Regions from separate parts of the Mus musculus genome. Here regions 1, 3, 4, 5 and 6 are each linked to region 2. The links are chromatin contacts, called in public HiChIP or PLAC-seq and promoter capture Hi-C maps. All regions are on one chromosome and are shown on one strand. The core of a region is the stretch at or near the end of the contact, and the rest is flanking DNA. Distances in the headings are between cores, read along the strand shown. Region 1 holds the start of Rgs22 (regulator of G-protein signalling 22). Region 2 holds the start of Mtdh (metadherin). Region 3 holds the start of Cmbl (carboxymethylenebutenolidase-like (Pseudomonas)). Region 4 holds the start of Polr2k (polymerase (RNA) II (DNA directed) polypeptide K). Region 5 holds the start of Rnf19a (ring finger protein 19A). Region 6 holds the start of Atpsckmt (ATP synthase C subunit lysine N-methyltransferase).

Evidence for each region. Promoter capture Hi-C pulls out the DNA fragments that hold promoters and counts their contacts. HiChIP or PLAC-seq counts read pairs in DNA pulled down with a chosen protein or histone mark.
Region 1: a contact with region 2 is called in an H3K4me3 HiChIP or PLAC-seq map of embryonic hindbrain, with 16 times the contacts expected there. The contact joins the promoter of Rgs22 here to the promoter of Mtdh in region 2. A contact is called at or near these places in 1 of 39 promoter capture datasets (the 3T3-L1 cell line) and 2 of 115 datasets of contacts at active chromatin or transcription factors (astrocytes and embryonic hindbrain).
Region 3: a promoter capture Hi-C map of liver shows a contact between it and region 2, with 15 times the contacts expected there. The contact joins the promoter of Cmbl here to the promoter of Mtdh in region 2. A contact is called at or near these places in 4 of 39 promoter capture datasets (3T3-L1-derived adipocytes, hippocampal neurons, liver and 1 more), 3 of 115 datasets of contacts at active chromatin or transcription factors (embryonic stem cells, large pre-B cells and stem cell-derived neural progenitor cells) and 1 of 9 other capture datasets (pancreatic islet).
Region 4: a contact with region 2 is called in a promoter capture Hi-C map of pre-B cells, with 4 times the contacts expected there. The contact joins the promoter of Polr2k here to the promoter of Mtdh in region 2. A contact is called at or near these places in 6 of 39 promoter capture datasets (the 3T3-L1 cell line, the C10 cell line, frontonasal cranial neural crest and 3 more), 1 of 484 Hi-C or Micro-C datasets (pre-B cells), 4 of 115 datasets of contacts at active chromatin or transcription factors (astrocytes, bone marrow-derived dendritic cells, embryonic forebrain and 1 more) and 2 of 9 other capture datasets (adipose tissue and liver).
Region 5: a contact with region 2 is called in a promoter capture Hi-C map of pre-B cells, with 3 times the contacts expected there. The contact joins the promoter of Rnf19a here to the promoter of Mtdh in region 2. A contact is called at or near these places in 4 of 39 promoter capture datasets (3T3-L1-derived adipocytes, the C10 cell line, liver and 1 more), 1 of 484 Hi-C or Micro-C datasets (pre-B cells), 1 of 115 datasets of contacts at active chromatin or transcription factors (astrocytes) and 2 of 9 other capture datasets (adipose tissue and liver).
Region 6: a promoter capture Hi-C map of liver shows a contact between it and region 2, with 10 times the contacts expected there. The contact joins the promoter of Atpsckmt here to the promoter of Mtdh in region 2. A contact is called at or near these places in 5 of 39 promoter capture datasets (cranial neural crest, liver, pre-B cells and 1 more), 3 of 484 Hi-C or Micro-C datasets (B cells, CD8 T cells and muscle stem cells), 9 of 115 datasets of contacts at active chromatin or transcription factors (astrocytes, bone marrow-derived dendritic cells, embryonic forebrain and 5 more) and 3 of 9 other capture datasets (adipose tissue, embryonic stem cells and liver).

What each region holds. Positions count from the first base shown.
Region 1 is chr15:36,138,969-36,142,509 of GRCm38.p6, reverse strand. It overlaps Rgs22 (regulator of G-protein signalling 22), which reads left to right and starts at 2,110. Exons shown (of 28, transcript NM_001195748.1): 1 at 2,110-2,182; 2 at 2,603-2,631. The coding sequence starts at 2,158.
Region 2 is chr15:34,080,068-34,084,107 of GRCm38.p6, reverse strand. It overlaps Mtdh (metadherin), which reads right to left and starts at 1,389. Exons shown (of 12, transcript NM_026002.5): 1 at 695-1,389. The coding sequence starts at 1,072. It overlaps Gm41291, which reads left to right and starts at 882. Exons shown (of 1, transcript XM_011245387.3): 1 at 882-2,366. The coding sequence starts at 1,101. The coding sequence ends at 1,634.
Region 3 is chr15:31,567,247-31,570,713 of GRCm38.p6, reverse strand. Cmbl (carboxymethylenebutenolidase-like (Pseudomonas)) reads right to left here and starts at 1,881. Exons shown (of 6, transcript NM_181588.4): 1 at 1,775-1,881.
Region 4 is chr15:36,171,884-36,175,422 of GRCm38.p6, reverse strand. Polr2k (polymerase (RNA) II (DNA directed) polypeptide K) reads right to left here and starts at 1,413. Exons shown (of 4, transcript NM_023127.3): 1 at 1,342-1,413; 2 at 367-436; 3 at 1-39. The coding sequence starts at 427.
Region 5 is chr15:36,281,476-36,285,188 of GRCm38.p6, reverse strand. It overlaps Rnf19a (ring finger protein 19A), which reads left to right and starts at 2,042. Exons shown (of 10, transcript NM_013923.2): 1 at 2,042-2,277.
Region 6 is chr15:31,599,964-31,603,982 of GRCm38.p6, reverse strand. It overlaps Atpsckmt (ATP synthase C subunit lysine N-methyltransferase), which reads right to left and starts at 1,867. Exons shown (of 5, transcript NM_026546.3): 1 at 1,834-1,867. The coding sequence starts at 1,846. It overlaps Cct5 (chaperonin containing Tcp1, subunit 5 (epsilon)), which reads left to right and starts at 2,137. Exons shown (of 11, transcript NM_007637.3): 1 at 2,137-2,382. The coding sequence starts at 2,278.

The DNA.
Region 1 (3,541 bases), core at 861-3,360, 2.1 Mb before region 2:
GACAATACCCTTCTGTGCGTTCAGACAAGAATCTTTAAGAGTCATCCCCAAATACCTGTTTCTTTCCTACACCCAACTTGTCAGATTCGCTAGGCTCTATTCTTTATCATTTATTTATGTGTATGTGCCTGATCGTGTATACTACATCCATGCAGGAAGAGGTGGTGGGACCACTGGAGTTGGAGTTCTCAGCCACCATGCAGGTTCTGGACTTGAACCCTCTAGTGCTCTCGACTGCCCAGCCATTGCTCCCGCCCCTCAGCTCTCCTCCTAAATATAGATGTGAGACCTGGAAGCCGTGCTGCCTGGCCACCATCAGATCAGCTAGTACCTGCTTGGAGCTGAGCTGTTTACATCCTCTGCACAGCAGCAGCCAAAGTGAGCAGCTGAAGCTGCAGCCCACGAGGACCATCTCCCTTCACTTCTGTTCCCTCCCACTGCTCTCCCTTGGCTTCATTTGGCTTTCGGATTTTGTCTGGCAAGGGCAACAAACACTTCACTTAGGTCTTTTTCCTGTGTCATACTGCAATAGCAATAAACACAACCAGGGAGCAGGTGTCTGCTTCCTTGAAATATAGGCACCCATTGTCTTAAGGGCACACAAATACCTGCCCCACACTGAGGAGTCAAATGTGGAGCCACTGGCGGGTTTTAAGTAGGTCAGATTTGCATTTAGATAGCTGGTTTTGCTTTCAGCATGGATAATGGATTTAAAGAGAACTCCTAGCTGGGAGCTAAGCCTGGAAGACTGACAAGTTAGGAAGCTTTTACAGCAGACCAGATGGGAGCTAGCGCTAAGGCTGTGTGTGGGTGCTCTTGGGAAAATGAGAGCAGAGCCCAAATGCAGAAATATGTTAAGGTAGAACTGGCTGAATCCAGTATTTACCTGAATGTGGGGTTTGGAGGGAAAGTTCTAGGGGGAAACTTTGAGTTACTCGGAAGATGTATCATTTAACGGTCATAAGATTTATGTTCCAAAAATAATTTATGTCCCCCCCCAAAATCTGTGTTTTAGTTGAGATAGGTTCTCAAGTAGCCCAGGCTGGCCTTAAACTTCTGATCCCCCTGCCTCCACCTTCCTAGTACAGATTTTGCAGGTCTTTGCCCCAACCCCGGTCAGAAGATGAAGCTCAAAGATCCTGTCTGGGAATGGGTATGATTTGGGTGTGGAGTGATAGGGTGGGGTATAGCTCCTGTTAGACATTTGCATTGGAAGTACTGCTGGGAAGGGGCAAGCAGTTAGCTTTGGGGTTTATTTGGTACCACTGAGGAAATTCAGAACTACAGAATGGGATAAGTTTTATAAAACAATTAGGAAGCAGTATTTCCAATGCAAATGTCTAACAGGAGCTATACCCCACCCTATCACTCCACACCCAAGTCATACCCATTCCCAGACAGGGACTTTGAGCTTCATTTTCTGGCCAGGGTTGGGGCAAAGACCTGCAAAACCTGTACAAGCAACGTGGAGGCAGGAGGATCAGAAGTTCAGGGCCAGCCTGGGCTACATGAGAACCTATCTCAACTAAAACACAAATTTGGGGGGGGGGACATAAATTATTTTTGGGACATAAATATTTTTAGTATTTAGAATAATTGTGTTTAAATTTTTATCTTTTCTATTTAAATAAATTCTTTTTTGTTTGTTTGTTTGTGGTTTTGCTTTACTGTAGCTCAGGCTGGCTTTAAACTCTTAGTAACTGAGAACAAGCTGTAACTCTATTCTCCTGCCTTCTTTTGTTAACTGTTAGGATTGCAGGTGTGTGCCACAGTACACAGGGCTCTGTTTTCCTAACTCCTTTCCTGAACACACATTTTAGGGTAACTGTAATCTGTGGTCCCCAGTTCGGGTAATTCCTAGTGGTCAGCGTTTATGAAAAACCTTTTGCTACAGGCGTCTGACCTAAGGAAACTGAGGCCTGGCTCTGCGGTCCTTCGCTGTGGGAGGATCTGCTCCCCCCGCCCCCGCAACAGCCCTTCCCCACCAGGAGCCGTGCGATCTCCACAGTAACGGCCGCTCCCCAGCCGCCACCCCTGGCCCAGGCGCCTCTGCTTTGTCCAGCTCTATGGCAACAGCGGGCAGCCCCAGGCCGCGTGCCGTGGGGCGGCAGTCGCTCCCCAGACAGCGGGGCCGGGCAGCTGGGTTCCCCCGACAGGATGCCGGAGAAGCGGCTCTCGGCGGGTAGGTGGGCCCCGGCGCCCTGCCGCAGTGCTCGGGCACCCGGACCGCGCTCGACCCCAGCCCCAAGCCTCCAGCCCAAGCCCGGGTCCCCAGCCCCAGCTCCCTGCCTTTTATACGAACCCCCAGGGCAGTCGCTATTACCTTGTGCGCTAACCACGCTAAGCTCTCCTTTTGCAAATGGGGGCCTTAGGTTAGCTCTGGGGTGACAGTGGGTCCCAAGCCAAAGTCCAAAGGTCTTTCCTCCCCACCTTCACCTGGAATCCTACCTTAAAATGTAATCCATGTGCGGATAATGAACATTTTACTGAGCTCACCCGGGATATATGTATATACAGTAGCGCCAGGGGCTGTCGCAGATGATTTCAGTTAGTCTAAAAGGAAGATCTGAGTACGAAAAGGTAACGTTTTGTCTCCTTCCAGAGCCGCCAGAAGTTACAGAAGAAGAGTTTGTGAGTACACAGTGGCGAGAACGGGTCTTTTTTTTTACATTCTCTTCGGGCTAAAGCTTTCTTCTGTAAAAGACCTCATGTAGTTTCTCCGTACCCTTGCTGTCCCTATGGGGGCAGGCCGGCTGTCTCCATGGCTTTGTTGTGATGTGCAGGGCAGCTCCTGGTTGCAGTAAACATTAGTAGGTAAAGTTGCTCACCCCAGCATTAGAGATGGGAAAGAAGGGCTGGGAGTCGGGGTCATCCTTTGTGACATAGCAAATTCAAGGCTATGTGAGATCCTGTCTTAAAAAATACCAGCCCTCCCTCACCTCCACCCCCATGGTAGCACTCAGGTCTTTAAACTCCAGCAGAGGCAGGAGGATTTCTCTGAGTTTGAGGCCAGCCTGGTCTACAGAGCAAGTTCCAGGACCGCCAGGGCTATACAGAAAAACCCTGTCTCAACAACAACAACACCACCCAGTCAATCAATAAATAATAAAATAACAAAGCCAAAAAACCCAAAACTAATCAACCAAACAACCAAAACAGACAAACACAAAAACAGCAACAGAAACCAGTCATCTATTTGTAAGTGTTTAAATTGTTTTCTAGACATTGTTCTCAGGTCAGAATTTTGGAGAAATTGAGCATACTAAATATTTGCCAAATCTATTTATCATTTGGGAGAGTGCTGTCTTTAGAGACTCTTCTAGAAAGCATATTGCTTACACGAGGAGCTTGCCCCAGGGCACAGACAGACACAGAGGCAACCCTTTTTCCTACCACCGTTGAGGCTGGAGCTCAAAGCGCGTCCAGTATTTACTAATGTGAATACTCTAGCACCCACTTCTCTTGTTGACTGATTATCCTATTTACTTTTGGCTTTTCATTCAACAAACATGAGTGACTGTGTATTCAAAGTATTGTCCTA
Region 2 (4,040 bases), core at 140-2,639:
CGGCTTGAAATCTCCTCTCAACCTTCTTCAGCATTTTAATCTGTCACCTCTTTATGCTTTATTAAAAAACAAAAAAGTCTTCCACATCCTTTGACTGTACTATAGACTACTTTGCTGTACTTGCCTTATGTTTTTCTCGGGGCCATATATCCCGAAGGCGTATTAGATCGCCAGCTCCCTTTTGCCCAGTTCCTGTACCAGCAACCCAATGGCCACACTCACCAGGATAAGACAGGGTAACCATTTCCCTTTAACATTTCCAACTAAGATGAGTATGGCTTGATCTGAACACCTGTAATCCTCTTTAAGCCAGTTTTTAGGTCACCCCTATCTTCCGTGACGGTCTCAGGTCTCAACGTGGCTTGAGATAGACATCTCTCTCTACCGGGCAGTCTTTTCAGAACTTCCCAACGTCACTGTAAGGTCCCATTAACCTCCACATGCAGCCTACTTTCTTTCACAGGCCTCTAGGAAGGATCTGCTTTTGGGGAAACCAAGGTTCTCATATGATGGCTGTAAGTTTGGTCACTTTTATTTATACCTACCCCTGGAGTTAATTTCCATTCAGGAAAACGCGACTTTCCTACTGGTTCTTACACTTTCCGACTTCCCCCTTCTCAAGGAACGTGTTCACCTACCACCTCGACCTGAGCTCTCGCTTCCCTTGACCACCGGGCTCCTCGCCACTACTCACTTTGGGCTTTTCAGGAAGCTTCTTCCGGTTCTTCTTCTTTTGCTCCTCGCTTCTGAGATTCTTCAGCTGGGCTAGGTCGTCGGGGGCCGGAGTCGGCGGGGCCGCCTCCTCCCGTTTGCGGGGCGGGCTCCTTCGCTTCTTGCGGGCGCCGGCGCAAGCCGCGGCCCAGCCGTAACCTAGAAGGAAGAGCAGGAGCAGCCCGAGAGCGCCGGTGCCCACCAGGATCACCCAGCCCGGGTACCGCTTCGGCTCTAGCCCCAGGTCGAGGCCCAACTCCGTGCGCAGAAAACCTAGGCCGACCGAGAGCAACTCCCGCAGCCGGGCAGAGCCCTCCTCGGCCTGCTGGGCCAGCTCGTCCTGCCAGCTTCGTGCAGCCATCTTCCCTCCCGTCAGAGAGACTCGCGGGATGACGCCGGGGAGCGGAGCCGCCGCTGGAACAGTCGTGGGAGGCGACAGGGCCGCGACACCTCAGGCCGAGCGCATCGCGGCCAACCCTCACGCCGGAGTAGGGGATAGAGGGCCGCCGCCGCCACGGGGAGAGCCAAAGGTTCCCAGTCTCCGCAGCCGGCCTCACGCCGCCGCCACCAGGAGGACACGGGGCGGCGGGGACAGAGTGTCTCCAGAGGCGGCCGCTAAGCGGCGTCGGGGCGCCAGCGCCAGGACCCGCTGTCCTCCCCCGGCGGAACAATGGCGGCTCCGGCCGCGATCCACGCTGCGCGCGGAGGCCGGTCGGGTCACGTGGAGGCTGTGGGCGGGGCATGCGTCACATGGGGCGATGGGCGGGGCCGGGCGGACTCTAGTCTTGGAGTGGGGTCTCCTTGAGCTGTGTGGGTTTGGAGGCTTGGGGCGACTCGGAGCTTGCGAAGCGGGAGCTAGAAATCTGACGGTGGAACTCCTTCAGGCTCGGGCTTTCTGGATGCTGAGAGGGATTCAGGTGTGAGGCCTGCGCACGAGCAAGGCGGCCAAACCCATCGGAGTATGAGCAGGCTTTCCGCTCTCTTTCCTGCAGTGGTGGTGCAGTGGACCGGCTTTTTCTCCCTAGGTCAGGGGCCAGTTGGATGCTTCCAGAGGGAGCTCGGTGGACTCTGAGGCAGCGAGCACGTGTAATTCACATCCGAGTATTTCTTCGGGGCGGACTAGCATATTAACGTTTGCCAACGTTTGCGTCTGTTCTGTCGTTCACTCCTGCTGTCTGTTGTCAGGCTCCAGATTTAAAAAGTCGGCAAACCCGTGGGAGGCACTATTATTTTTCTACTGATTTGTAGCCTTAATAGGAAATATTGAGAGGAAGCCCTTAGACTGTATTTATATGCAAGAGAAGCATATTATTTTAAGCTTTTATACAACCCCAAAAGAATTGCAATTTTTGAATGCTTGTGTTGTCCAACAGTCAAATGTAGCATTAGAAGGAAACTAGGTGGGTTGGGGAATGTCGCTCAGCAATAGAACATGCTTACTGAACATATGCAAGGCTCTGGCGTCGATTCCTAGCACCAAAAATAAAGAGCTGAGGCGCTTCTTCCCTTCTTAATTTTAAAAATGCTTGAGGACTACCCTACTATTTGTATTTTGACTTTGCGGTAAGGAAACAGTGTCTATAATTAAATGTTAATTAGCATGTAAGCAGCTGAAGTAAATACAAACTAAAAACCTATTCATGTATTTTGACCCATCAGTATTGTAATGAGTCTTGTGATTAATGGGTGGAATAGAGTTTTATACGTAATAAGCTACTCTTGCTAAGCTTTTTTGCAGACTTATAATTAAGGGCTAAGTTATAAAGGCCAGAACCTTAAAATGAGATCTGCATGACCTCTAAAATTAACAAATTCCATTCATATTTTTGGAATAAGATTTATAACCCCACCTATTTGGGTTGGTCATAGTTTTTCTAAGAAGTTCTACTGATCGTTTTAGATCATCACCTGTGGATTTATGAATTAGAGAATTACAGAAATTGTAGGTTAGCATACTAGTCCCTTTGACAGTCTAGCAAGTAAATGATTTAGTAAGATCAGGTCATCTTGTAGTTTTTTTTTTTTTTTTTTTTTTCCACTTGCTGTATTTGGTATCAGGGACATACTTGTCATTATATCTCGCCCTCCTTCTCTCACTCCCTCCTCTTTGTGTATGCACATGTATATGCACTTCGTTTTTGTATTCATGCTGGGGATTAAACCCAGATCCTTAAGCATGGTAGGCAAACGCTCTCCCACTGAACTATGTCTTTATCCCACCATGCACTTATATTTTAAAAACAAAAAAGTAGGGTCACAACCAACTGGTTTGCATTCATTACAGTTAACAAAACTTGTAAGAATATAATTATACTTCCAGAAAGTTAGGGTTATTTGTTGCAATAGCACAAAGATTAGATTAAAATTTAAATAAAGCAATGCTTTGAAAGAATCAGGGCAAAACAGCTGTGTGTGATGGAATACTAGCTCTGCTCTAAGTAGACAAAGTCCTAATTCCTCGTGAATGACAACGATAAAATGCAAAATGTGTCTAAAACTCTCTATGAGAAGTTCAGGGTTGGAAATGAGTGCTTTTTCTGAGTAATCATAGATAAACAGGAAGGAGCTATAAACTCATACAGCGGTGTGAATATCAATGCTGAGGAGAAGAAGAAGCCATAGTACCTAGGGTATGATTCCATTTGGGTATAATTAGAAAATGAACACTGATCTACAGTGATAGCAAATCAGTGGTTACTTAGGGGTATGGGGTGGGGCCAAGGAAGCTTGAGGAAGGTCTTAAGAAAGGATCCAAGGAAATGTGGGAAAGGTGAATATGTTCTTTGTTGCGATCATTTCATAGGTTTTCCAAGGTTCAAGTTACATACCTTAAATATTTTGGCTTAGGACTTGTCAACTGCTTCCAAGAAGCCATTCAAGATGTTTTTAAAAGTCGCTTATCGGACTGGAGAGATGGCTGAGCAGTTAAGAGCACTGACTGCCCTTTCAGAGGTCCTGAGTTCAATTCCCAGCAACCATGTGGTGGCTCACAACCAACTGTAATGTGGTTTGATGCCCTCTTCTGGTGTGTCAGAAGACAGCTACAGTGTACTCACATTCAGAAAGTAAATAAAGAAATAAATCTTTAAAAAAAAAAAAAAAGTCGGGACTGGAGAGATGGCTTAGCTGTTAAGAACACTGACTGCTCTTCCGAAGGTCCTGAGTTCAAATCGCAGCAACCACATGGTGGTTCACAACCATCTATAGTGAGATTGAATGCCTTCGTCTGGAAATAGCTATAACGTACTTACATTGTAAATAATATTATAATAGTAATATAATACTATAATAAATAATTTTTTAAAAGTCACTTATCCCTAGGTATGGTG
Region 3 (3,467 bases), core at 632-3,131, 2.5 Mb after region 2:
GCTCATCTGGCATGCATGAAGCCCTGGATTCAATCGCCAGACCTCAAATACAGCATGGTGGCACGGACCTGTAATCTGATCACTGAGGAGGTAAAAGGCAAAAGTTCAGGGTTGCCCTTGGCTACACAAGGAGCTTGAGCACAACCTACATTCCTGTTGTAGGTGTGATGGGCAAATTTCAAGGGCCACCTCACCTCCTCCAAGGGCCACCTCACCTCCTCCAAGGGCCACCTCACCTCCACCAAGGGCCACCTCATCCCCTTCAAGGGCCACCTCACCTCCACCAAGGGCTCCCTCATCCCCTCCAAGGGTTTTCCATGTCTCCTTTGTCATAGGTGTCATAGACACCTTCCTGGGGTCTTCCCTTGCTGGATCTAAGTCTGCTCTTTGTGACATCTTTCTCGAATCAGCTAGAACATCAGTCCCCTCTGTCGTGACTACCATAAACCCTCGGCTGTTTACACCTGGATGAATGTTCACCTTTTGTGGAAGGCTGTCTTTTAGGAGCAAAACTCTATCACTTTCCCTGCCCCCTGGAAGTCAGACACAGCAAGAAAGCATGTCTCAGAGTACAGATTTCCTGATTTAAAGCTCTGAGGATTGGTGTAGCTCAGAAGTCAGATCACACAATGAACTTGTCCAAAAGAAGTATATATATATAGAGATAGATAGATAGATAGATAGATAGAGAGCCTTAACAAGCTCAGAGTGCACAAACAAGATTGCAGCAGGAAGTACCTGCAAAAAGGAGTCACAGACATGGGCTCAGAGTACAAGGGCAAGTTTGATCCTGTAGAAAGCTGGTGTTTAAGGAGGGAGGGGCTGGCAGCCTGCCAGGTTAAAGGTTGTAGAAACTTCACTGCGCCTGATTTTGTGTCCTGCCCTGAGGAAGGCAGAGCCAACTCCTAGCCTTGAGTGATTCTGCTGTTCCCTCCCCCAAGTACTTAGTTTTCCTGACCATGTGCACGGTCTGCAGCAGGTCCACGGTTTGGACAGCGTTAGATAGAAAACTAGACCTAAGCGGCACATAGAGACCTCTTTAATCATGCCAATCACTGCCATGCCTTTGGTCTGTTCTCTCTGTTGCAGGCCCAGCAGGCTGTCCCGTGGTGTGTGTGTGCCCAGGGCTCCATTCTGACTACCTTGTTTTAAACGGACTCTGGGGACAACAGGTGTCCTTTTCTGTCAGCAAGTGGATATAAACTGCATCGGCCAGTCTCTTTAGGACCTGGGCCAACCCCAGTGGCCATGGAGTGTAAAACCACACTGTCTTGGCAAGATCCACCCACCATCTAGGATGTCATATTCTTATATGACAGCCTGTCTTTGCTTCTATCCACCCAGAAGAACTGTTGCCAGACGTGGGTACTGAGTTTAATGCAAATATGCTCAGTTTGTTCATGATTCCATCTTCACAAAACAACAACAACAACAACAACAACAACAACAATATAATCAAAATGCCCAGCCTAAAAATAGTATTTAAGGTCAGGGAAGAAGGGTTCTTCTCAGGGACGTGAGTTTGACTACAAACTCTCAGCTGTTTTTAAAAGCAAACATCTGAATACCTACAGAAAAATATCCTCAGAAGTCAAGGGTGGGCACCTAGGGCTGGCTGTGGTCCTTGCCATTTTTGCCAGGACAGTATATATGGCAGCTCATTTTGGAAAATGATCCTGGAAGCGCCTCACATCTGCACCAGCAAAAGCCCTTTTCCTGCAAAGCCACAGGCAAGGTCCAGCAGGTTTGTCTGTCCCCAGCGACCAGCACCTACCTTGTCTAATGGTGAAGAGCAAGTCAGCAGGAGGCAGACGCCCTGGAGCTGACCCGGTAGGGAGGGACATGCAGAAGAAGGGAGGAGTCTCAGTCTGCACGGGAAGTGGACACTGCTGTGGCAGTGTCCTGCATTCCCGGGAAAAGCCGGGGGAGGGGCAGGTCCGCAAGGACCGCGAGAAGGGGCTGGATCCTGGCTCCCGGATGGAAGCAAGAAGGCAGGGTAGGAAGAGTGGTGATAGGAGGGAAACAGAGGCCTAAAGAGGCAGGGAATGAGCCTGGCACTCTGCCCTGGGCCTGTCTACTGGGACGCATACTTCTCTGTGGTCAATCACAATCGGGCTATTTCAAGCACTAAGCTACTACATTTGTGTATTTACCCCAACTTACATATAATCTTCTTGTGGCTTGGGTGGTTTGTCTGTGAGGAAGGAAAGTAGTGAAAGAAAACGTTGAGAAAAGAAGATGGAGGCATCGCCCAGGGAAGAGCAATGAAACCAGTGTTAATTTTCCGGTGCTGTCTCTTGAAGATGTGGGTGCTGGCTCAAGGCCTAGCTCTGGGCAGCGCTTGTCCTCAGGGCAAACCAATAACATAAACCGTGCCTTTGCTGAGAAAGATGGATGAAATCTAAAGCCCACGAGCTCCGTTAAAAGTCTCAGGTGGGACAGGATTGCTCTCCCTGTTTCTGAAACTGTCAAAAAATGCATACAATGGAGTGGGGAAGCTGCCTCTTAGTGTTCCACAAAAGCAAAACATTTTCTCTAAGATGGAGAGGTGGGGGTTTTTTTCTGGTTTTTTTTTTTTTCTTCTTCTTCTGTTGTCTTGTTGTTTGTTTTGGTGCTTGTGAGGGAGGCTCAGTTGTGTTTTTGTTTTCACTTATTTTTTAACTTTTAAAATGTATTTATTTGTATTTTTATGTATATCGGTACATTGGTGTTCTGCCTACATGCGTGTTCACGTGAGTGTAGACAGTTGTGAGCTGCCGTGTGGGTGCTGGGAATTGAACCCAGGTACTTTGGAAGAACAGCCAGTGCTTTTAACCACTGAGCCATCTCTCCAAGCCCCTATTTTTTTTGTTTCATTTTATGTATATGGTCTCTTGCCTGCATGTATGTCAGCATGACTGGTGTCACCTGAGACCAGAGAGGGAAGTGGACCCCTGGAATTGAAGCTACACATCCAGATTGAACATGGCCAGCAGAAAAGACCGGGCCATGAGAGGAGAGAGAAAATAGAGTAGGAAGGAAGAGAAGAGAGGAGCAAGGAGGGGCGGGGCAAGAATGGAAAAAGCCAAGAGAGGGGCGGGGCAAAAGAGGAAAAAGCCAAGAGAGGGGCGGGGCAGGAGGGGCGGTGCAAGAGAGGAAAAAGCCAAGAGAACCAAGGGAAAGGGAAAAGAACCAAGAGAGTGCAGAGTCTGTAATGGTGGGGCGACATAGGAAAAGGAAGTTGCGGGAAGGGAAGCAGTCCCTATGATTGAGAGGTTTAGGTAGGGGCTGGGGTGAGAAGAGCCACAAGTACCAGTGAGCCTGGAGGGCTGTGTGTGCTTCGGTATGCTAATAGCCAGCCATTTGCCCTGAGTTTCTTTGGGACCTGACACATGCATGATGTATGTATGTATGTATGTATGTATGTATGTATATATGTATATGCACCATGTGGTTGTCTGATGCTCTCCAAGAGCTGAAGAGGTGTC
Region 4 (3,539 bases), core at 164-2,663, 2.1 Mb before region 2:
TGGGATCCCTGGACTTTATCTCATTTTCGGTGTGACACTCTGGGAAAGAAAGCACATTTATTCAATGCTTGAAAGAGAAACACTATGGGGGAAGCAAATGATAACTACAGATTTCAACTGGAGCAAACCAAAAGGCACCAAAGCATCCAAGTGCCCGATTATTGCCAAAACAGACCAAGGAGAAAGAAGGGCTGTAGGCAGTACACCTTTTCCAGATAAAAGGAAGAGATCTTAATAAGGGAGGGGGATTTTACATTAACAATCGCTAAAGTGCTCCACGTTATAATTTTACTCATGTAAGAGAGGATTTTTGGGTGGTGGTTGTTTTTTTAAGTAAAGCATTATTTAAATGAATGTCAATTTTACCTCCACAAATATATATCATTGGCTGCTGCTTTGGTGGTTGAACATCTTTCTGAGCGTCCATTGTTAGTGCCTGAAATCAGAGACAAAGACTGAGTATCAGGGTCTTCGCACAAAACATGCCTCTTTTTTTTTTTTCTCAGACGCAATACAAGGTTCTTATTTTCCGGCCTTAGAGAAAAACGCAATAGAATGTTTGCCTAGCATGCAGAGGCCCAAGGATAAATACCCAGTATTACAGATGGGGAAACAAAAAAAAAAAAAAAAAAAAAAAAAGGAAAAGTCGCAATTCTTTATCTATACCTATAGTTCCCCCAAACTGTGGTGTGGGCTGGGTCTTAAGAATAAAACACATTTTCGCCGGGCGGTGGTGGCACACGCCTTTAATCCCAGCACTTGGGAGGCAGAGGCAGACGGATTTCTGAGTTCCAGGCCAGCCTGGTCTACAAATCGAGTTCCAGGACAGCCAGGGCTACACAAAGAAACCCTGTCTCGAAACAAAACAAAACAAAACAAAACAAAACAAAACAAAACCCACAATTTCAATAATAATAAACACCAGGGGGAATGTTTATTACAGTCTTCACGATCCTAGAGTGTATTACTCTTTACACAAGAGTAATACACTAATAGGCTAAGGAGAGGTTTGTTTGCCCAATCTCACTCCTCAAAGGAATTCAGATCTGACCTAGGAGCAATAGCTCCATCAAAGCTTGTCTCGAGACTAACTCCACCGGGGATCTTTATTTACGCGCTTGGTTCTTTGAAAAGACTTTGAGAGTCTTCACTTTGTAACCTAAGCCAGGCTCAAAGTCAAGGCGCTGGTTGAAGGCGGAATTCTCCTACCTCTGCTTCCAAGCGCTCAAATGGCAGGAGTGTGCTACCTCTCCCGGCTGCCCACAAAGATTTTAAAGCCAAGTGTCTCTCCTGGTTTTGCCACAAATTTACTTCCAAAATCATCAGCCGGAGACTCCCTACCTCCACAGCTGGAAGAAGCGTCCCTTCTCTGAGCACGCAAAAGCTTTTTCCGGCGCTGCCTCGCCAACTTCCGGCGCCGATTTATGACGAAACGAAGCCCCGCCCCCTCTCCCTCGCAGTGCGGGGGGACTGGCGCTTCTGTTTCTGAGGCAGGTTACAGCGTTTTTCTCCTACCTGCTTCCTGTGGGGTTTTGTTTTGTTTTTATTTGCCCTTCTCTCTGGGGTAGCAAAACATCTCCACAGCTCGGCATTCGAAGGTTTGTGCTTGTGTAATGGCAGATACAGGAGGAACCCAAGACAGGCAATGCTGGAGTCTTAACCGACCCGATGCTTAGGCGAACACCAGCAGGCTACCCTACCAATACTTCACGATTTGACACTTCGCACATGGCGGTTTTCAAATTGTTCAATGCCCGTGTGGGTTTTTTGTTTGCTTGTTTGTTTGTTTTCAATTTCCAGTTCTCTCCTAGTTTCCTGTCACCTCTCTTTTTTATGTTGGGGAGTGGAAAGAGAGGGAAAGGGGAAGCCCAGGCTGAGACTGCTCTTAAACCCGTACAATCCTCTGTCTTCGCCGCCTCAATGCTGAGATTAATCGCGCAAATCACAACGCCTGCCATCTCCCTCCCTTTTTGAAGCCAAGGCTTTCTTACGGCAGCTCCATCAATTACTTCGACTAGTTGGTGGCTTTAGCTTTTCTCTTAGTACTCTCCTTCCTGTGTTTGACCAGTTCAGTAGAGTACAGGTGTGTGTTCTCACACATCAAAATTGGAACTCAGTAAAACACATCTGTTGGGTTCAGGACGTTTACATTCAATTATTTCACACCAGTCGTTTATTTTAATAATAGGATGGATAACCTGAAGGGATTCAAGTAAAAACAGTTGTTAACTATTAAAGAGATGGCTTCTCTCCCAGTGGGCACTCTGGTAACTTAGTAAACTACTCTCCATTCTCCATCCATCAAGAAGAACTTTGAGCTTTGTCTTTCATTTCTAGTTCAAACCTTTGATATTCACAGACCATCTTGAGAAATTCCAGTCTTCCTAGATGACAATTAAATTTGTTTTTTTAGAATTGCTGGCTTAATAAGCAGTAATTTATTACTTAAGCAGTAATAAAATGCTTGTTTAGCATGCATGAGCTCACAGTGATAATTTCTTTCAGAAGGAAATCAGAAAAACAGTACTTTCCAGCTTCTTCCTCTACATCCAGACTAACAGCATATTTTGACCAGCAGCCATGTTTCAAAGTACCCCTTCTCCTCAACAAGCAGGAAGAGGAAAACAAGTGTGCACACTAAACATCTGTACAATGACACTAGGTTAAGCCCATGGGTATTGTAAGAGGACTTCATACTGCAAGCAGATTTGAAGATTTACTGTGATTTGAGTTATGTGTGGATGCCAGTTGAGATCAGAAGAGATAGTTGGACCCCCCCTCCCAAACTGGAACTACAGACTGTTATAAGCTGTCATACCTAGATGTTGAAAACTGAACCTGTCCTCTGCAAGAACAGCAAGTGCTCTTAAATGCTGAGCTGCCTCTCAAGCTCTTGCTTTTTGTTTTTTGTTTTTTCTTTTTTTTTTTTTTCCATTTTTTATTAGGTATTTAGCTCATTTACATTTCCAATGCTATACCAAAAGACCCCCTTACCCACCCACCCCCACTCCCCTACCCACCCACTCCCCCCCTTTGGCCCTGGCGTTCCCCTGTACCGGGGCACACAAAGTCTGCGTGTCCAATGGGCCTCTCTTTCCAGTGATGGCCGACTAGGCCATCTTTTGATACATATGCAGCTAGAGTCAAGAGCTCAGGGGTACTGGTTAGTTCATAATGTTGTTCCACCTATAGGGTTGAAGATCCCTTTAGCTCCTTGGGTACTTTCTCTAGCTCCTCCATTGGGAGCCCTGTGATCCATCCATTAGCTGACTGTGAGCATCCACTTCTGTGTTTGCTAGGCCCCGGCATAGTCTCACAAGAGACAGCTACATCTGGGTCCTTTCAGTAAAATCTTGCTAGTGTATGCAATGGTGTCAGCATTTGGAAGCTGATTATGGGGTGGATCCCTGGATATGGCAGTCTCTACATGGTCCATCCTTTCATCTCAGCTCCATACTTTGTTTCTGTAACTCCTTCCATGGGTGTTTTGTTCCCACTTCTAAGGAGGGGCATAGTGTCCACACTTCAGTCTTCATTTT
Region 5 (3,713 bases), core at 793-3,292, 2.2 Mb before region 2:
AGAATGCAGCAAAAAGCCCACCGGAGGCCAAGCAGCTTCTTTGCATGAATCCAAGGAGAAACGGTGACTTTGTAGCATGGTTTCCAGTCTCGAAAGTACATTTATCACCTGGAATTTAAAAATATACGGCTCTCCAGAGCCCCCTTCACTTGGATGCAGCCTAGGCATCTCAATTTTCCCACGTTCTCTTGGGGGAGGCAGCCAAACTTGAAGTTGTTGTCCTAAAGGCAAAGGGTATACAGCACAGAGAACAGAGTGATATTTAGAGGGCATAATAAATGGGACTCAGTGAAAGGGACCAAAGACAGGGTGTCTGTGAGAACCCTGGACTTCTGGCTTGGCTCTGCTTGGATGAGAGAAGTAAGGGTTGTTTTAGATAAGCCCCTGTCTATCTCAGACAGACTTGAGCTATAGGTTTGTCTTAAGGTTCTGATGCTGCCACAAAACACCATGACCAAGAAGCAACTTGGGGAAGGTTTATTTGGCTTACACTTTCATATCACTGTTCATCACCGAAAGAAGTTAGGACAGGAACTCAAATATGGCAGGAACCTGGTGGCAGGAGCTGTTGCAGAGGCTGTGGAGGGGTGCTGTTTACTGGTTTACTCCTCATAGCTTGCTCATCCTGCTTTCTTATAGACCCCAGGACCAACAGCCCAGGGATGAAACTATTCACAGTGGGCTGTCTCTCCATCAATCACTAATTAAAATGTCCTACGGCTTCCTACAGCCCAGTCTCATGGAGGTGTTTTCTTCATTGACGATCCCTTCTCTCAAACGACTTTAGCTTGTCTCATGTTAAGATAAAACTATCTAATACAAGATGCCTCCATAGATTCAAGTGGAGATGTCCTTCAGGTATATCTCTCTCAGGATATGCATATTGGACTAGTAAGTAACAGCAGACCCTTCCAATTTCTAGGAAGACAGAAATTTAATTTCTCAGAACTATGATGACTATAGAGAGTACAGGACCACTGTTATTCTGCACAATTCTTTACTCAAAACCCTTACCAGTCATTACTCCATTTGTACTGCAAAGCTACTCTTGCACTATCCGTAGGCTTAAAGTGTCCTGTAGATTATTGGGCATCGAATGCAGCCTTTTGATAGCATTTTAAGGTATACACATAATGGCTCTCAACTTCCAATAAATGGAAATCATATCCATACTTACTCCCTTTAAGATGTATGGTCAAAGACATTTAGCCCTAGATCGCCTAGCCTGTTTCTAACTGGGAAAAATTTACTGTGTTACCAAAGAGGCCAAGTGGGGTTTGAAAAAATATGGCTCCTTGGTGAGTTTCTAGTTTAGACACACTGAAATAAGGATCGAGTGATATATTTAGATTAAGTAACAGATGGTGGATGGACATTTTGGCATCCATCACATCCATTTCTCAGGATTCTAAGGAAATGATCTAAGTCCCCAAGAGAAATAAACGGAGAGGATGGGATCAGGACAGGAAAGGGATCTGTTTATTTAACTAACTCTATACCAAGTCTTATGTAGGTGAAAAATTCAAAGGGTGTCCGACTGGATCAAAAGCTGGAGGGGAATGGAAGACACAGGCTGGGCCAAAGTAACTCCTACTGTATCAGACATTGATAAGACCTGAGATATTTCTTTGGGGACGACTCGGCTCTGCTCTCCCGAGGGTTGCCAATCAAGCAGGTGAACAAAGGATTGAAAAGCTAAGTCAGGGTCCTGTCGCTCAGGAAGCGCTCCACTTGGAACGCGGCTCCCGCCGTCCCTTCCTATCACCTCACGGAGACGGGGTCGGGGTTACAAGAAGGGCGTCTCCCGCCCCACTGCCCGGCGCGTTCCGAGTAAGTCGCCGCCCGCGGGAGGGCCGGCGGCGAGAGCGCGCAGTGCGAGGCGAACGTGCTGGAGCCAAGGAACCACCGCGTCCCAGAGATAACCGCGGCTGGTCGACGTGGGGCGGGGCGGGGCTTGACGCCAAGACGCAAGGCGCGCTGGGCGGGGCTATGCCGGGTGGGGCAGGAGGGAGTGGAGGGGGCGGGGCCTGGGGGCGAGGGCGGGGGAGAATGGCAGTTGCTGTGTTGGTTCCCGGCTGCGACGGTCCGACTGGAGTCACAGAGGGGAGTTCGGGAAAGCGGCCGCCCGCAACCGTTCCACCGGCAGCTCTCGCCCTAGCTGAGAAGGTTCCGCGGCGGTGCTGAAAAGTCGTCCTCCGTTCTGCCTCCGCTTTCTGCCTCCGCGGGATGGGCCTGCTCGCCAGCCGCCCCGCGCCGCCGCCGCCCTGAGGAGCTGAGGTACGGCAGGCGCCGGAGCCGCGGGAGCCGGGCGGCTCCCCTACGGATGGGGATTCAAGGCGCCGCTCAGGCCTCGGTCTGGGGCCGGGAGACCGTTGCGGCCGTCTCCGGGGTGCGGGCCGGGGCGTGGGGGGCCGGGCCTGTGGCCCCGTCGGTGTTGTGACTGTCCACGGCGCTGCCCCGAGCGTTCCGGGGCGGCGGAGCGGACGAGACCCGAGGGCGGCCGCCGTGGGGAGGCGGCGGGGGCGGAGCGCATTCCTGACGGGTGAAATCGCCTCTAACGGGACGCTTTCCGGGCCTCGCCGCACACTGGGCGCCGCGGACTTCGCCCCCGAAGCCTGCCGCCTGGGGCCCGGGAGGGCGGCGGGGAGATGACCGCCTCCTTCGGGAGCGGAGATCGCGCACACAAGCAGGCACCGGCGCGGAAAGCCGTATAGCCTGGGGATGAACGGGGGTCTTCCGGACTCCACGTCTGGGGTTTTCCCTGCCCTCACCCCGAGTGAGGCCACCACTTTGAATTGCCAGTTTTTCCTTCGGTCTGGGATTCCGCTCTACTGTCGCTCTCTTCTCTTTTTCCATTTCCACTAATGGGAAGAAGTGGTTTAGGTTCGTTAATCCTGAGACAAGGGCAGCAAATAAAAGAGGGAAGAGAATGGTGAAGGCTATATATGGGAAAAAGAAAGGTTTAATTTTTGCTTGTTGGCGCCCTTGGAGATAGAAATACACGACTGGTGCTTTACTTTGTGTAGGGTTGAGAATGTCGCAAAATGTTGGTAATGATAGGACGGCCTTTAAATGCAGCTGCAATTTTCAAACCTAGGGTTGGCTATAAAGGCTGGTGTAAAATGATAGCAAACGGGAGGTATGAAAGCGGGCCTTTCCGTGGTTGGTGCCTTCAAAATATTTTGATCTTCCTCATTCTACTTTGTGTATGTTTGTGTATACGCACGCGTACCTGGCAGTCTTTGATTATTTAATATTTTAACCAGAATTTCTTGACCCTTTTCATTGTATGTAGTGTGACGAGATACTTGTCTTTTTTTCCCTTTCCGGTTTTGCTATAAACCGGTCTCTTTGCACATCCTAGTGCTTCTGTTTGTAATTCAAGTCATTTCCATATTTGCTTGCTTAAGCTTCTTTAACACAGAGCTGTCTGTATTGAATTAAAATGTAAATATTTAGAAAATGGCTATGTCCTTACTTTCAAATGTTCTTTACTTGGTACATACAATTTCATGGACAAAGAATTGGTATTAAGTCTTGGGACTTACTAAACCAAATTATGCAAAACAAAAGCAAGATATATATATATATATATATATATATATATATATATATATATATTATACAGTGTAAGCTTAAATTTCATGTGACCATGGAAAGATTTTAATGTCATTGCAAGGTGTCTTTCTGAAGAAGAATGCATATGGCAGCTA
Region 6 (4,019 bases), core at 618-3,117, 2.5 Mb after region 2:
ACAGTATGTGGTCTCTCACCATCTTACTACACTTAAAATGATATCCTCTGGATTCATCCATGTTGCTCCTAACCAGTACCTTACAGATGAACCTAAGTATTATTATTTAAATAAGAATTTTTTCTGGGGGGCTGGCGAGATGGCTCAGCCGGTAAGAGCACTGACTGCTCTTCCAAAGATCCCGAGTTCAAATTCCAGCAACCACATGGTGGCTCACAACCACCAGTAATCAGATCTGACACCCTCTTCTGGTGCATCCAAAGTCAGCTACAGTGTACTTATGTATAATAATAAATAAATCCCTTTTTTAAAAAAAGAAAGAATTCTTTCTGTCATAGACAGATCATACTGTATCAATTTGGGCTACGACAGTTAAACACAAATCAGATGGCCCAAGGTCTGCCTCACCTGTAGACACATGCACAAAGCCAGAAGGTAGACAATAATGACGCCCCGGTCTCCAGGGTCTCCCAGCTGGCCTTTGAGTTGTAGAAACCAACTGAGGCAAAGACGTGTCAGCCTATGTATGAGCATCTGAAGGAATACAGGGGAAAGGAAACTAGGAATCTGAACTGAGGGCAAAAGCATCGAACCACTGGGCCCGTGCAAGCAAGAAGAGTGGGAGCGGAGCAGCCGCCTGACTGGAAGGCGGTCTGTGACCCACGTGGGAATCTGCTCGCTCCTGCACCACGTGGGACCGAGACCTAGCACAAGCGGTCAGGCTTGGCAACAAGCGCCTTTACTTGCCGTGCCATCCTTGAAGTCTTTCTTGAACCTAGCTTGATGTCCACCAACAGTGGAATGGATACAGTGTGGTGTACATACACACAGAGCTTTATTCAACTGTAAACTAATGACTCAGAACCATCATGTTTTCGCTCAGATGCAGAATCTTGTTGTATACAAGTGTGTGTGCTGTGTTGAGAGGGAAGACCAGGAGGAGAGAGGATAATGAGGACAGCTTATAGGTCAATGGCAAGGTACAATTACATATATATATATGAATGAAAATGTCACAATGAAACCTTGTTTGTGTTAACTTTAAAAACCTTGTCCTGACATAATGTCAATCTGTGTCATGTAACAGCACAGACCTGAAAGCTAGCCTACTGTCATACAGGTTATATGCACTCTAATTTTGAGTACCTAATAAAAACAGACAATACGGCAGGGACAGTTTCTGTTCTGTGGGGTACGAGTGGAGAGACTGGAAACTCGTCACAAATAAATCCGAGCTTATAAAATGAATCGTGATTTCTGGCAGACGTACCGTGCAGTTACCCTTACGGGGTATCTTTCTAACAGCAAAACGCTGAGAACAAGAGACTCTGAGCACCAGCCGGTGCTACTTTGTCTCCACCTACAGTACACGCGCGGGGAAGGCCCAGGATCTGTGTAACCTGGGAAGTTAAGGACAAATACTATGTGCTGACGACCAGGCACGTCCAGCAACCTTGTGAAGTAGGCATTATCATTATTATTATTATTATTGTTTTTGTTGCTATTATTTTGTCATTATTGTTGTTGTTATTGCTGTTATTATTGTTATTATTATTATTATTATTATTATCTTTGCAGACAAGAAAACAAAGCTACAGGCTCAATAGCTTCCAAGCAGCAGCTCGTCCACCGCAGGGTGGATTCCAGCCGACCTAGGATCGGGCTGAGCAGTGAGTCTTGTGCACGGAGGTGCGGACAGCAGCCCCCAGCAAGCACTGTGGTAGCCACGACCGGCGCGGGACGGAGAGCACCGCAGCCACGCGCGCCCGATCCCCACAAGCGCCCGCGCCACAGACAACTATATCGCCCGCCGCCAGGCCGGTCAAACCTCACCTACTCGCTCCATCGCGCGTTCCGGGGAGACCGGAAGTGGAATCTACCAACGTCTTAGAGCCCGGGCGGCAATCAAAGAAAAGAAAAATATCTTAAGGAAATAAGCTCCCCGCTGCAACTCTGGATTCAAAAACTTTGAAAACTTAAATCCTTGAATCAGTGACTACATTATGTCTAGTATTAGCATTTGTGTGCTAGACGTCGCCTTCTAAGTTTCGAACACCCCCCCCCTCGGTTCGTGGAAAACGGACGTTCCCAACAGCGGCCGATTCCAGAAGCTACTCTGCGGCGTAAAAAAAGTCACTGTTGAAAAGTAAGTCGCGGGGTCTGCACTGCGCATGCGCGGGATTCTGCGTCCTCTCGCGAGAGGGAGGTGCGGTGTGTCTCTCTTCCCGAGTGGTCCCCGCTGGTTACTGGAGGAGCGCTCGTTCTAGTTCGTCCACCATGGCGTCCGTGGGGACCCTCGCCTTCGATGAGTATGGGCGCCCCTTTCTCATTATCAAGGACCAAGATCGCAAGTCCCGTCTCATGGGGCTTGAGGCCCTCAAGGTAACGGCCCGGAACGCGAAGCCGCGGGATGAAGGGAGTGGGCCGGAGCGCTTGTGCGCCTGCGCTGGCGAGAGAGCAGCTCGGCCATGTGCTGGCCCGAAAGCTCGAGAATCTCCGGTGCCGGGGAGCCCCTTTGGGCTCTAGGGTCACATCCCCGCTCTGGCTGCGGGAGAGGGCGTAGAGGCCTTCGTCCCACGGTGGGGTAGGGAGAGCGATCCGCCGCTTCAGAGCTGGGTGGGGTCGCATCCCCAGCTCACCGGGCGGGCGAGCAGGCCTGCGCCGGTGCATCTGTAACATCTGTAAGTCGCTTGTCCCTTAGAAGCGGGGCTGTCCCGAAAGGGAGAAAACTAGTGAGAAACGTGCACAGGACAGACCGAATGGCTGCTTGTAGGAAAGGGACCGTAAAGTCCCTTGGGCCAGAAAACGCATGGTGGTGACTTTTGGAGTGGAAGGAGAGAGTTTCAGTGGAGCACAGTTGGCCGCAATTGAGGATAGTTTCCTAAAGGGAAACAAAGAAGTTACCCTGAGGGAAGGCAGAGCCGAAGTGTTGAGTCGGAAGGCATGTCTCACAGAAGGAGAGGAATAAGAAAGGCTACCCAAGAGCCGGTGCTAGGCCCCCAGAGGAGAAAGGAGTGACAGTCACTGGTGTTGCCACAAAAAGCTCAGAGGAAGGAGGGAGCCCCATTTTAGGTTGTATTGTGCCAGTCGTGCCTCCAGGTTTGAGGTGCCCTGGTTGACCTGGTGTTAGGGAAATCCCTCGGTGAGTTCTCTATCAAACCGAATTTCTGACAGGTGTTTTGGAGTGGCTGCAGAAGTGGACATAGCAACTGAGGCCTGGTAGATGCTTGGTTCTCTTTGCCTTCAGCTTGTGCGCGTTGTGTGTTGACTTGTGTACTGGCTAGTTTTGTGTCGACTTGTGTACTGGCTGGTTTTCTGTCAACTTGACACAGGATGGAATTATCACAGAGAAAGGAGCTTCAGTTGGGGAAGTACCTCCACGAAATCCAGCTGTGGGGCATTTTCTCAATTAGTGATCAAGGGGGAAAGACCCCTTGTGGGTGGTGCCATCTCTGGGCTGGTAGTCTTGATTCTATAAGAGAGCAGGCTGAGCAAGCCAGGGGAAGCAAGCCAATAAGTAACATCCCTCCATGGCCTCTGCATCAGCTCCTGCTTCCTGACTTGCTTGAGTTCCAGTCCTGACTTCCTTTGGTGATTAACAGCAATGTGGAAAGTGTATTCTGAATAAATTCTTTCCTCCCCAATTTGTGTCTTTGTCATGATGTTTTGTGCAGGTATAGAAACCCTGACTAAGACAACTTCAACCCCCTTTTTTTTTCCTGTTTCTGGGGACGTGCCAATAACAAAATTCCAACAGACAGAAAATTGACCAGTATAACTCATGTTAACAGTCCTGTTGTGCCAGCCGTTTGTGTTAACCAGATGGACTATTGCATGTGGTCCTCACTCAGGATGGGTCCTGCTTACAGAATTAGATTCTTTAGGGACAGAGTCATAGAGAAATTGCCGAGTAGAGAAGGGTCATGACTTATTCCACTTCCACCTGAGTCAAAGCTAGGTCCAGAGCCGTGAGGTTCCCCTTGGCGTTAGACCAGAGCATCTGTGGTTGGAGGCCTGTC